2 separate regions of the Sus scrofa genome follow, and region 2 is linked to region 1. The links are chromatin contacts, called in public HiChIP or PLAC-seq maps. All regions are on one chromosome and are shown on one strand. The core of a region is the stretch at or near the end of the contact, and the rest is flanking DNA. Distances in the headings are between cores, read along the strand shown.

Evidence for each region. HiChIP or PLAC-seq counts read pairs in DNA pulled down with a chosen protein or histone mark.
Region 2: a contact with region 1 is called in an H3K27ac HiChIP or PLAC-seq map of alveolar macrophages. The contact joins the promoter of PRDX2 here to the promoter of CALR in region 1. A contact is called at or near these places in 2 of 5 promoter capture datasets (fetal liver and liver), 6 of 47 Hi-C or Micro-C datasets (epiblast stem cells, heart right ventricle, liver and 1 more) and 2 of 2 datasets of contacts at active chromatin or transcription factors (alveolar macrophages and skeletal muscle).

What each region holds. Positions count from the first base shown.
Region 1 is chr2:66,100,423-66,106,318 of Sscrofa11.1, reverse strand. It overlaps CALR (calreticulin), which reads left to right and starts at 4,245. Exons shown (of 9, transcript NM_001174133.1): 1 at 4,245-4,398; 2 at 4,765-4,866; 3 at 5,051-5,254; 4 at 5,682-5,776; 5 at 5,866-5,896. The coding sequence starts at 4,308. It overlaps FARSA (phenylalanine--tRNA ligase alpha subunit), which reads right to left and starts at 926. Exons shown (of 13, transcript XM_003123337.4): 1 at 730-926. The coding sequence starts at 876.
Region 2 is chr2:66,204,892-66,210,347 of Sscrofa11.1, reverse strand. It overlaps PRDX2 (peroxiredoxin 2), which reads right to left and starts at 2,519. Exons shown (of 6, transcript NM_001244474.1): 1 at 2,414-2,519; 2 at 1,813-1,924; 3 at 1,563-1,716; 4 at 881-1,003; 5 at 648-778. The coding sequence starts at 1,915. RNASEH2A (ribonuclease H2 subunit A) reads left to right here and starts at 5,218. Exons shown (of 8, transcript NM_001244444.1): 1 at 5,218-5,446. The coding sequence starts at 5,320.

The DNA of each region.
Region 1 (5,896 bases), core at 2,996-5,495:
TAGCTGTGCTCCCCTTACCTTGTCGTGAATCTCATTTCATTCTTTCTCTTGAATCCCTTCTCCATTCCAGTTGCCTCCCTTCAACCGAGGACCATATTCTCTACTTTGAGGATGCAGCAGCCTCTGCCTTTGTCCCTTCACCTCCAGTCCCACCCCTGCCAATCCTTCCCCAAAGTGATGTAGGCAGTACAAACATCTGAGTGGCTCCAGCTCCTGCCATGGCCCCTGTGAGATAAAGACCTAGAAGGCCTTGCAAATTCTGGCTCTGCTGGTGTTTTTCATCACCTACCTCCACATCCCATCAATTCCTAAAGTGCCATGGTTTTTCTCCTAAATGCGGAAACCCGACTTAGCTATCACCGCTTTTGGGATGCTCTCCCTGCTCCTCAAGGCCAGCTCAGCTGTCACCTCTGAATTCTCTGTATTTCTCCTTCATCACTCTGGTCACTTGAGTTTATCTATTAGACCGCAATCTCCATGACGGCACCAACTGCGTCTTTTTCGTCCACCATCACACTACCCACCCTCTCAGCCTCAATGGACATTTACTGCAGTAGGAACGTCCGGGCCCTCATTTATTCCTGACTCCCCGCCTGCGCACCCTGGGCTGGACACATATACAACTACCCCTAACCAGGCCTGACAGAGTTTGTTCTGGAGGCAGAGACACCTGGCAAGGGAACTGCAGATGCAAAAGCCAGGAGGCCCGGCTTGAAGGGCCCGGCTCACCTCGCCCAGTGTCTGCAGGCTCTTCACGGCACCCACCACAGCCTGGTGTTCTAAACCCAGCTGGGCTGCCACCTCTGCGCTGTCCAGGCCGCCATCAGCCGCCTCCAGCCGCCGCAGCAACACCTCCGGCACCGGACCGTCGGCCATGGCTGCTCCCAGTGCGCACGGCGTGTCCCTGCCGGCGGCCAGGGCAACCGGAAGCGGAACCGGCGTCCAGAGCGTTCGTCGCCATCTTGTGTGTGGCGGATCATGTCGTCGGGTCGGTACACCGCCATCTTGGGTGTGTCACTTGAACTCCAGAGCGAGTTAGGAGCCCAGACCTAGCTGGACTAGTGGCGTCTGGTTGACCAGAAGGGTCAAATCGATGCTGTCAACCACAGACTCACAGCATTGGGGGCGGGGTCAGCGTTGGCCACGATTGTGGCAAGCAGAAGTTCCTGGACCAGGGCTGGAACTTGCACCACAACAAGTGACCAGAGCCACAGTAGTGACAATGTTGGATCCTTAACTGCTAGGCCACCAGGGAGCTCCTCACAGTGTTGTTTTAAGCTTCTTCCAGCCCCATCTTCAGCAAGCTCCGTGACTTTGACCTTTCCCCTCTCTGGGCCTCAGAGCACTGTGCCCTTGGGGGATTCTTTTATAACCCACAAGAGGGCTGTGGGTGGTGGGCTGGCTCCAGACACAATCATCCTGCTGATGTCAACTACTTTGAAATGTTCAAAGGGAGGCTGGATAGGGACCAACCCTATTTATAGAGGGAGAAGGACTCAGTTAAGAGTCAAGGTAGCAGCTAATCTGTGTGGACAGTATCCCATACATCCAGGCCAGTGCTAAGTGCTTCGGGTTTGCTATTTCATTTTCCCAAAAACTGTATGATATATACCAATATAATCTCCACTTCACAGATGTGAAAACCGAGGCTTGGACAGAGATATGCCTTGTCTAAGGTTCTGCAAGGTGGAGATGGTGTGAGAAATTATAAACACCTCAGAGCCTGCCCTCTCCACCCCCTCTTTGCCCCAATGCTTTGAGAAGACCTATGTCAGGGAAATAATTTGTAGCATAGATCAGTGCTCACCTATAGAGATATAATTTGAGATGCAAATGTAATCTTACACTTCCTTGTAGCAATGTTAAAAACAAAAGGGGTGAAATTAATTTGAAGACTTTACAGAACCTAAAGTGTCCGAATTATTATTTCAACACTTAATATAAAAATACCAGAGAGTTCCCGTTGTGGCTCAGCAGGTTACAAGCCAACTAATATCCATGAAGATGCGGGTTCAATCCCTGGCCTCACTCAGTGGGTTAAGGATGTAGCGTAGCTTACAAATGAAGCTTAGATCTGGTCTTGCTGTGGTGTAGGCTGGCAGCTGCAGCTCCGATTCAGCCCCTAGCCTAGGAACTTCCAAACGCGGAAGATGTGGCCCTAAAAAGAAAAAAAAATTTTTTTTGAGTGTGGATTGTGTGTTAGGTGCTATTTTAAGCAGTATGCATTTACTTATTTAGCCATCATAATTGTTATTTGAGCCTGGAAAATGGGGTTACTGATATCCCCCTGTCTGGACTTTCAGTAAAGTCTTAACAAAAACTCAGAATGTACCCATCAAGGTCTCTCTCTCTCTCTCTTTTTTTTTGCCACAGCTGGCATGTATAAATTTCCAGCTAGGGATGGAATAGGAGTTGCAGCTGCCAGCCTACACCATAGCCACAGCCACCCCAGATCCCAGCTGCATCTGTGAACTTCACTGCCGCTTGAGGCAATGCCAGATCCTTAACCAACTGAGCAAGGCCAGGGAATGAACCTGCATCTTCACAGACAGTGCATCGGGTTCTTAACCCACTGGGCTACAATGGGAACTCTCTCAAAATCTCCTTCTAACTTCAAAATGCTTTACCCATTTTTGTTTAATTCTAGCAAGAACCCTTCTTTCCTTCCTTCTGTCACACATAAAGTAGGTTTTAAGTTTGTTCTGTGACAGGTGCTGCAGAACACCTGCAGGGGGATTGTGAGGTTAACAGGTACAGTGTCTACCTTCTGGCAGGAAGCACCAAGACCACATGTCCATGACACATGTGAAAGGGAGGGAAAGCAAGTCACTGGAAGTTCCTTTGGGGTCCTGGGGGGGATGGGGCAGGAGGGGTGCAGGTTGGGCACCCCTACTGGATACTGCCTTGGGGAAGGGGCAGAACCACAACTTCTCCAAGATCCCTCATTCCTCCCTTTTCTGAGTTCCCACCACTAGAGGGGAAGCACCCCTACCTACCCTCCTTCCAAAGTTCCCTCCCACTTCCCAGGTCCAGAGCCTATTTGCTCATAGTTTGGGAAACCCCCAGCTCTCCTTCCTCCTTCCTGTAGCCTAGGGGCAGGGAGCTGGTGTCAGTCACTGTCATGCGCCTCTGGCTTCAGAAGAAGGCTCCAGATTTAGGGGTCCTGCCCACCTCTCTTGGACCTTATCTTCCCCACCATCTGTCCCTTTTACTCCCTCCCCAACTGAACCCCCTGCCCCCTCCTCTTTAGCCGTTTAATTGCAAAAGCGAGCCGTTTGTGGGAGACCACAAGACAGTGACCCCTTTCAGTCTACCGGCTGAGGAAAGGGTGGAGGGTATATATTGGAGAGGCTCCAATAAAGGGAACAACCCTACGGAGCCACAGCCTGTAGTCACATCTTCAAGCCATCTGGGCTTCCTTCCTTTTGTCCCAGGACGTCCCTAAGATCTTTGAAAGCACTTCTGCCAGGCAGCAGCTGGCCAGCGTCGCTCCTCTTGGCCTTTCAGGAGCTCCTGTGACTTCAGAGAGGCTAGGTGACTTGACCCATTTCACACAGCAGCAGTCTTGACAAAGCGGCCAGGACACTAGGAGCCACATGGAGGAGAGAGCCCGCACTATCCCCGCAAGGCTGCATGGCTCTGGCGCTAGGGTGAAATGAAGCCCCAGGGCCCGGTGACCTCTGCCTCATCCTGGGCAGGGCGGGGTGACTGGAGAGAAAGAAAGAGGAAGAGAAAAAGAGAGGGTTGAATTAGAGAGGCTCCCCAAATTCGCAACAGAAAAAGGCTAGGAAAACCTTGCCCACCCAGCCCCATAGAGGGGATGAGCAGAGGCGAGGCTGGAACAGGGTCATAGCTCAGCGCAGTGGCACCTGCACTCGCGCGCGTTCTTTAAACGCCCAGCTGTGAAGACAGGCTCGCGGGCTAGGGCGGGGTTGGGCCGAGGTCTGGTCACATGACCTAGCCTGAGGGGCTGGAGGCCCCCACTCCACCGGTGGGCGTCCCCCACAACGCGTGGTCGACCTTCATTGGCCAGTGGTGCGGCCAATAGAAATCGGCCATCTGGGAACCCAGCGTGCCGAGGCACAGCCGAACATGCTGAGCCGACAAAGATCCAATGGAAAGGCAGGATTATAGCCACAGACCAATGATACGGCGGGGGAGGAGGGTCAAAGAGGCAGGACCAGGTTGGTTTGAGAGCGGGCCCGGTATAAAGGCTCGCGGCCGGCGGTAGCGTCCGTCCGTACTGCAGAGCGGCTGCTGGAGGAGTGACTTAAGGGGCCCGCGCGCCGCCGCCCCCTCGGCCCGCCATGCTGCTCCCAGTCCCACTACTGCTCGGCCTTGTCGGCCTGGCCGCCGCTGAACCCACTATTTACTTCAAGGAGCAATTTCTGGACGGAGGTAAGCTTTAGTCCCGCCTCGAGGCCTCTCTAACGAGGCGGCTGGCCACCTAGCCCATATCTGCGTGTCTTCTGTAATTACTGCTCAGAGGGCCAACACGGTAGTCTTCAGGGACTAAAGCCGCAAGGCGATCCTTCCTTCTCCGTCCCTGAGGAGCGTGGAGGGCGCAGCGGCCTTCTGCGGCCGGAGTTAGGGCTCGCCCGAGGCTCTCTTAAGCCATTAGAGATGTCAAACTAGAGGCCGGGGTAGGGGAAGTCAGAGAGAAGAATAGCTCTTTATTTGACCCTAGCAGCTTGTGGGTCTTGGTAGATGTTTTTTGGGGGGTGATGAGCAAGGCCGCGCTGACCTGCTCCTCTGGTCCCCTAGACGGGTGGACTGATCGCTGGATTGAATCCAAACACAAACCGGATTTTGGCAGATTCGTTCTCAGTTCCGGCAAATTCTACGGTGACCAGGAGAAAGATAAAGGTAAGAACCTAGGGATGGGTTCTCAGATCCAGGAGGACTTCCTGGAGGAAGCTCCTAATCATCACACAGCTTGGGTACCCCTAGGAACAGAGCAGGGGGAGGAAGGGGCAGTCGTCTCTATTTCCCACATAAGGGTACTCCGGGGATTGGGCTGAGCCGTGACCTCACTATCGTCCCTTGCTAGGGCTACAGACAAGCCAGGATGCCCGGTTTTACGCTCTGTCGGCCAGATTTGAGCCCTTCAGCAACAAGGGTCAGACGCTGGTAGTGCAGTTCACGGTGAAACACGAACAGAACATCGACTGTGGGGGTGGATACGTGAAGCTGTTTCCAGATGGTTTGGACCAGACAGACATGCATGGAGACTCCGAATACAACATCATGTTTGGTGAGGGGGCCCCACCCTGATCCTGACCTCTGGTTAGTTAGACGGAGCCTGAAACCCCGTGTGTTCCTTATATATAGCCCATGAAAAGTAGTCTTGAGAGCACAGAAAACCCTTACATGCTTAAGTTTTTCTTTGGAAGGGAAGCTGAGGGAATAGTTACAGTTAACAACTTTCTGCTTTGTTTTTGGTTTAAGGCTGATAGTCTGTGTGATGTTTATGTAGCTATTTTCCAATTCTACAAGTTCTCTGAGCACTTAATTTCTCTCCTTTGACTCTTTATTCTTAGTCCCTTAGAGATAAAGTCTGAATTCTGTTTTGAGCTTTGCAGACCTGCGTTTAAGAACCAAGTTTTCTTTTTGAAAAGGGGTGGGGGCGGGGCTCAGTGGTGGGGAGCCTCTAACTCTAACCGGACCTACTTCTCACCAAGGCCCGGACATCTGTGGCCCTGGCACCAAGAAAGTTCATGTCATCTTCAACTACAAGGGCAAGAACGTGCTCATCAATAAGGATATCCGTTGCAAGGTGCATCTGGGGGTGGTAACAAATGGCTGTCAGGGGAGGCTCAGAGGCCAGCCTGGTGGGTGGGGCCGCTCATCTCCTACTCTCTTCAGGATGATGAATTCACACACCTGTACACACTGA
Region 2 (5,456 bases), core at 1,270-3,769, 110 kb before region 1:
CGTTGCCATGAGCTGTGGTGTAGGTCGAAGATGCAGCTTGGATCTGACATTGCTGTGGCTGTGGGGTAGGCCAGCAGTTGTAGCTCTGATTCGGCCCCTTCCTGGGAACTTCCATATACTGTGGGTATGGCTCTAAAGTTAAAAAACAAACAGGAGTTCCCGTTGTGGCTCAGTGGTTCACGAACTCGACTAGCATCCATGAGGACTTGGGTTCAATCCCTGGCCTTGCTCAGTGGGTTACGGTCTGGCTTTGCCATGAGCTGTGGTGTAGGTTGCAGATGTGGCTCAGATCCCACGTTGCTGTGGCTGTGGCATAGGCCAGTGGCTATAGCTTTGATTTGACCCCTAGCCTGGGAACCTCCATATGCTGCTGGTGTGGTCCTAAAAGACAAAAAGACAAACAAGTAAAACAAAACCTCTTAGAGATTTCTATTATCTCCCAGCTCCCAGCTCCCAACTCCCCACCCTTATATTGAGGTAGCTTCCCCACCAGATTAGAAACTTCCTGCAGACAATGCCCTAAGCTGAGTCTTCTTTAGGGCCCTCACATCTATATCATAGCAATGATATGAATGCAGTGAACATATGCATAGACAAGAGCTGCATGAGTACACGTGTGAAACCACGTGAATGTGGTGTCTGCTCACCTTCCCCATGCTCGTCTGTGTACTGGAAGGCCTGGACCAGCCTCAGAGCCTCATCCACAGAGCGTCCCACAGGCAAATCATTGACAGTGATCTGGCGAAGGACACCCTTGCCATCGATGATAAAAAGGCCCCTGAAATATCAGGGTTCATAGTGAGGAGTGGGAGCCTGGGGCATCATCCAAGACTGGTCCCCTCACCCTGAGGATGGGGGCTTCCCAAAGGTCCCACAGTACCTGTAGGCGATGCCTTCATCTTCCTTCAGCACACCATAATCAAGGGACAAGTTTCTGGTTACATCAGCCAGCAGGGGGATTTTCAGGGGGCCCAAGCCTCCCTCCTTCCGTGGGGTGTTGATCCTGGGGAAAGGGGAGATAGGGCTGGGACCTCAGGAAGCCTGGCACAGCAGGGTCCTCACCCTGTGGGCCTGGGTGTGATAAGGACTGGAGAAAGGGTGCTGGAGGTGAGAGATAAGGGGCTTTAGAGCAAGGCCCTGGGAGCCCCACCCATCCCACCCTGAAGTGGGAGCAGGGGCTGTTTCCCACAGCTGGGAAGACTAAGCTAACACTCCAGCAAAGTGGCTTCACATGTGCTGGTGACCTCCAGCATCTTGGGGCCCAGCGCTTCACTCTCTCAAACTGGAGTTTCCACCTGGTTGAAGTAGTTCTTGGGAGGGAGGCCATGTGGCCCTGAGTTAGATAAAGCATCTGCAACTCACTGGGCTGCCATGCAACTAGTTTACAAATGCTAATGACTTTCATCATCCTTAAGGACTTGGGCATCACTATCTCCATTATTTTCAAGACAGGAAAGGGAGGCGCAGAGGCTGAACGTCTGCCAAGAGAACACAGAACTTGTACCCTATAGAGATAGTAGGTTTAGCTGCACCCTCCCCTCCTTGCTGGTCCCCACTCCTACCAAGCCAGGTGGGTGAACTGAGAGTCAACGGAGACGCCCAGCACCTCGCAGCCCAGCTGGTGGAACTCCTCAGCTCGATCGCTGAAAGCGATGATCTCCGTGGGGCACACAAAGGTGAAATCCAGCGGGTAGAAAAAGAGGACCAAGTACTTCCCTGGGGAATGGCGTCGAAACAGACAAGGAGTTAGGGCCCAGTGACTCTAATGATTGTGCCCTCACCCCGTCAGGGCCACCTCCACCCCGCCCTCACCTTTGTAGTCAGAAAGCTTCACCTCCTTGAAGGCGCCATTCACCACGGCAGTGGCCTGGAATTCCGGGGCGGGCTTTCCGATGTGCGCGTTGCCAGAGGCCATGACTGAAAGCTGAGACCCCCCCCGCCCCCCGCTCCGGGTGAGTACGCTGGGGAAGACCCTTTGTCCCCGCTTCCCAAGGTCACGCTGCGTACCGGGCCCAGTTACTGAGTCAGAGCGGCGGCGGCGGCAGCAGCAGCAATGCCCCGCACCCTCTCTGAGACCAGGTCTGCACTGGCCTGGAGAATGTGGGAGACCCGCCCCCTTACACAGCTAGAGCGTCCCGCGGCGGCCGCCCGACCCTCCCAACCCTCCCGTTAGCGCGTATGCCCGAGTGCTGGCGCGCAAACCCACGGTCCCAAGAGGGGACGCCGCGAGCTGGGGGCGGTGAGCCTGGGGATGCGGCCTGTACTCCAAGCTCTGGCCTCGGTTTTCCCCGAAAGGACAAAGGCAGCCACTACTGCGGGCGGAAAACAAAGGCGGCCAACTCAGGTCTGGATAGGGCCCGAGCTGCTCCAACCGGGCTCTCCCTGCAGCCCAATGCACTCCAAGTGTCCATACCTGCGTGGGCAAGGGCGGGACGCACCGACGAGAAGACTCAGGTACTTGCGTTCTCGGGGCCAAGCGCGCCCAGGCACGGGGAGCCTTTTATGCTCGGCCCGAACCATGACGCGCAGGGCGGAGGGGTGGGCGGACGAGCGGTCGGGTCCACTGCAAGCGCAAGAGAGGGGAAACGGAGCCGGCCGGGTCCACGTGCCCGCAAGCGGCGGGGGGAGACGCGCGGCCGCGGATCCCGACCTCTGCGCTAGCCCTCGAGGCTGGTGCCAGCGCCGCAGACTCCGCGCGGGGCTCCTCTTTGGAGCGCGCCGGCGTCGGTTGGAGTCCGGCATGGCCCGGAGCCGGGCGGCGCTACTGCTGACGCCTCTGATGCTCCTGCTGCTGGCGACCTTTGCACAGGTCACCCCCGACTACCAGTACTTCGGAGAGCAGGGCGAAGGGGACACCTGGGAGCAGCTGCAGCTGCAGCATCAGGAGAAAGGTAACCACAGGCCGCGGATGTGACAGTGCGGAAAAGTGCCTCATTGTCCCACCACTTCACCAGCTGGCTGCAAATAGACCCTCCTCCAGGGACTTCCAACCTCTGCCCACTTGCGCACTGGCGGCGCCCCTTGGGTTGGTTGGTTACTCTGACGTTCAGTTTACTTATCTGTAAATTGAGACTGAGACTGTCTTTAAGCAGCTTAACATGGGGAGAGAGGACGCGGGCAAGCAATAAATACCGAAGTAGACATAACCATAAACTCACAGGTAAGTGCTGGCAAGAGCAGAGATAGAGAAGGAAGGGCGCAGGTAAACTTCTGAAATCAGAAAAGGCCCGGCTGAATAAAGATAACCAATGCAGCCAGAATGACAAGCAAAAGCCAAAAATCGAAGATTTAGGGGGAAGAGTGGGCCAGGGAGTCCGATCAGCAACTGCCAACTCCAAAAGTTCTGACAAAGGAATGGAAAGAGGCCAGTACTGTCTTGGTGAGGGCATAAGGTGTCAAGACATTATGAGTTGTGCTAAGACCTGTCAAGAAAGGCTGTAGGGAGGAGTCAATAAACAGTTGTAAAGGGCATCTGATAAATGACGTGGCTGCTTTAAAAGTGGCCATAATAATTGTTTTTGTATTCCATGCTAGCACATCGCCAGGGGCTTTAAGTACCTTCATTATGCCAATCATGTAATTTAATTTACTACCTGGAAACCCTGTTGGTCATGTGACACTGTCCACTGGAGAAAGGCTCAGGTCACGCCCCTGAAAATGGGAGTCACCTTCAGATGGTGAAAACCAAGGGTATTGTACCACACTCCCATCTGAACAGGCAGGCACAGGTGGAAAGTGTCATTTTGCAGTCTCTCTGGGGCACTCCTCAGATGTGTGTTGGAAGGCTGGCTTGTTCTCTCTAGGTCTCAGTTTCTCAATCTGGGACTAGTGGGAAGATTAAAGGGGATAATCTGTGGTAGGGTACCTGGCACAGAAGAACGGCCCAGCAAACATGAACTGTTGTTATTTGTCAGTGTCTTTATCTTCCTCCCTTCCTAGGGGGGGATATGTTCCCCCCCTACCTGGTCCTCCATCCTTAGACTTGAAAGACTCCGTCCTTGGTCCGTGGGGAAAGTGGCGCTGTTTCTGCGACCTGGGCAAGCAGGAGCGCAGCCGCGAGGTGGTGGGCACAGCGCCCGGCCCGGTGTTCATGGACAGCGAGAATCTAGTGCAGGTGCGGCCCTGCAGGCAACGGGATTGTTCATCCTGCGAGCCGAAAGACTGCGACTGGAGGCCCTGAGCCCAGGTGTGGAGCGGGCACAGAAGAGCAGCGGCCGGCGCGACCTAGCAAATCCAGGCCGCGAGTCCCCAGGGTGGGCGGGGAGAGAGGAAGGGCTGTGGGGGTGGGGCGGACACCTGGAATGGAACACTGAGGCACTAAGCCTGCGGTTTGAGCGCAGTGTGGGAAGGGAGAGCTGTCAGGAGGTGCGAGCCCCGCTGGTGTCCGATGAGAAAGGAAGAAAGGTTGTGGGGGCGGGGAGGGGAAAATGGAGATAGAGGAACTGGGACCCTGGTGAGGAACAGAAACCCGCAGGCGGAGAGCATGAGCCCCGCTGAAAACAGGGAATAAACAGAGATGTGCGGTGGGGGTGGCGGACAAATGTGGGAGGCGTGCGCCTCATGTGGGAGAGAGAGGGAAGAGGGCGATGGAGGGGGGCGGGGGCGTGAACCCGGAGTTGAGGGGTGGGGAAGGAGCTTGCATGGTGGGCGGAGACTCTGAGCCAGAGTCTGGAGGTCTGGGATCTCGTTTCGGGGGTACGGGAGGCGTAGCCCGGATGACGCAGAGGGTAGGGAGCGGGAGAGGGGCAGGGGGCTCCGAGTGAGCAACGGAGAGAGGGAGCTGGGGGACTCCAAGTCCAAAGGTTTGAGCCCAGTGGCGCAGTGATACCTAGTCCAGAGGGCTTAGATTGTGTGGAGTGACAGGGACCGCGAGTACAGAGGGCCTGAAGCCGGATAGGGGTCAGGAACTCAGTGATGCGGACGTCATATTCTGGCAGTCTAGTGGTATTCGACCTTCTCGGCCCTGATCATGTTAGGTCCTTCAAGGCCCGCCTCAATTTCCCTTTGCTTTCCTCTCCTTTCTCTAGCCCCGGAGGTGTCCAGAGACACCAGGGCGGAGCTTGGAAAGCGACCCGCCCACCCTGTTTCCCAAACCCAGGGAACACTGGTCAACCTCGGGAACTACAATTCCCAGGAAGCCACACGGCAGCGGTGTCGGCGTCGGCTGCACAAACGTCACCGGCGGCGGGAGCGTTGGGGGCGTGTCCTGGACGACAATTGGTCGAGAGCTAGTACCGCTTCGGGGCCTGCGGAAAAGGGGCGCCAAGAACTTTCCTTGCAGACTTCATTCCTGCGGCTGGTGGCGGCAGCCGAGACGTCATGGATCTCAGCGAGCTGGAAAGAGACAATACGGGCCGCTGTCGCCTGAACTCGCCTGTGCCCGCTGTGTGCCTCAAGGAACCCTGCGTCCTGGGCGTCGATGAAGCGGGCCGGGGCCCGGTGCTGGGTGCGCTCCT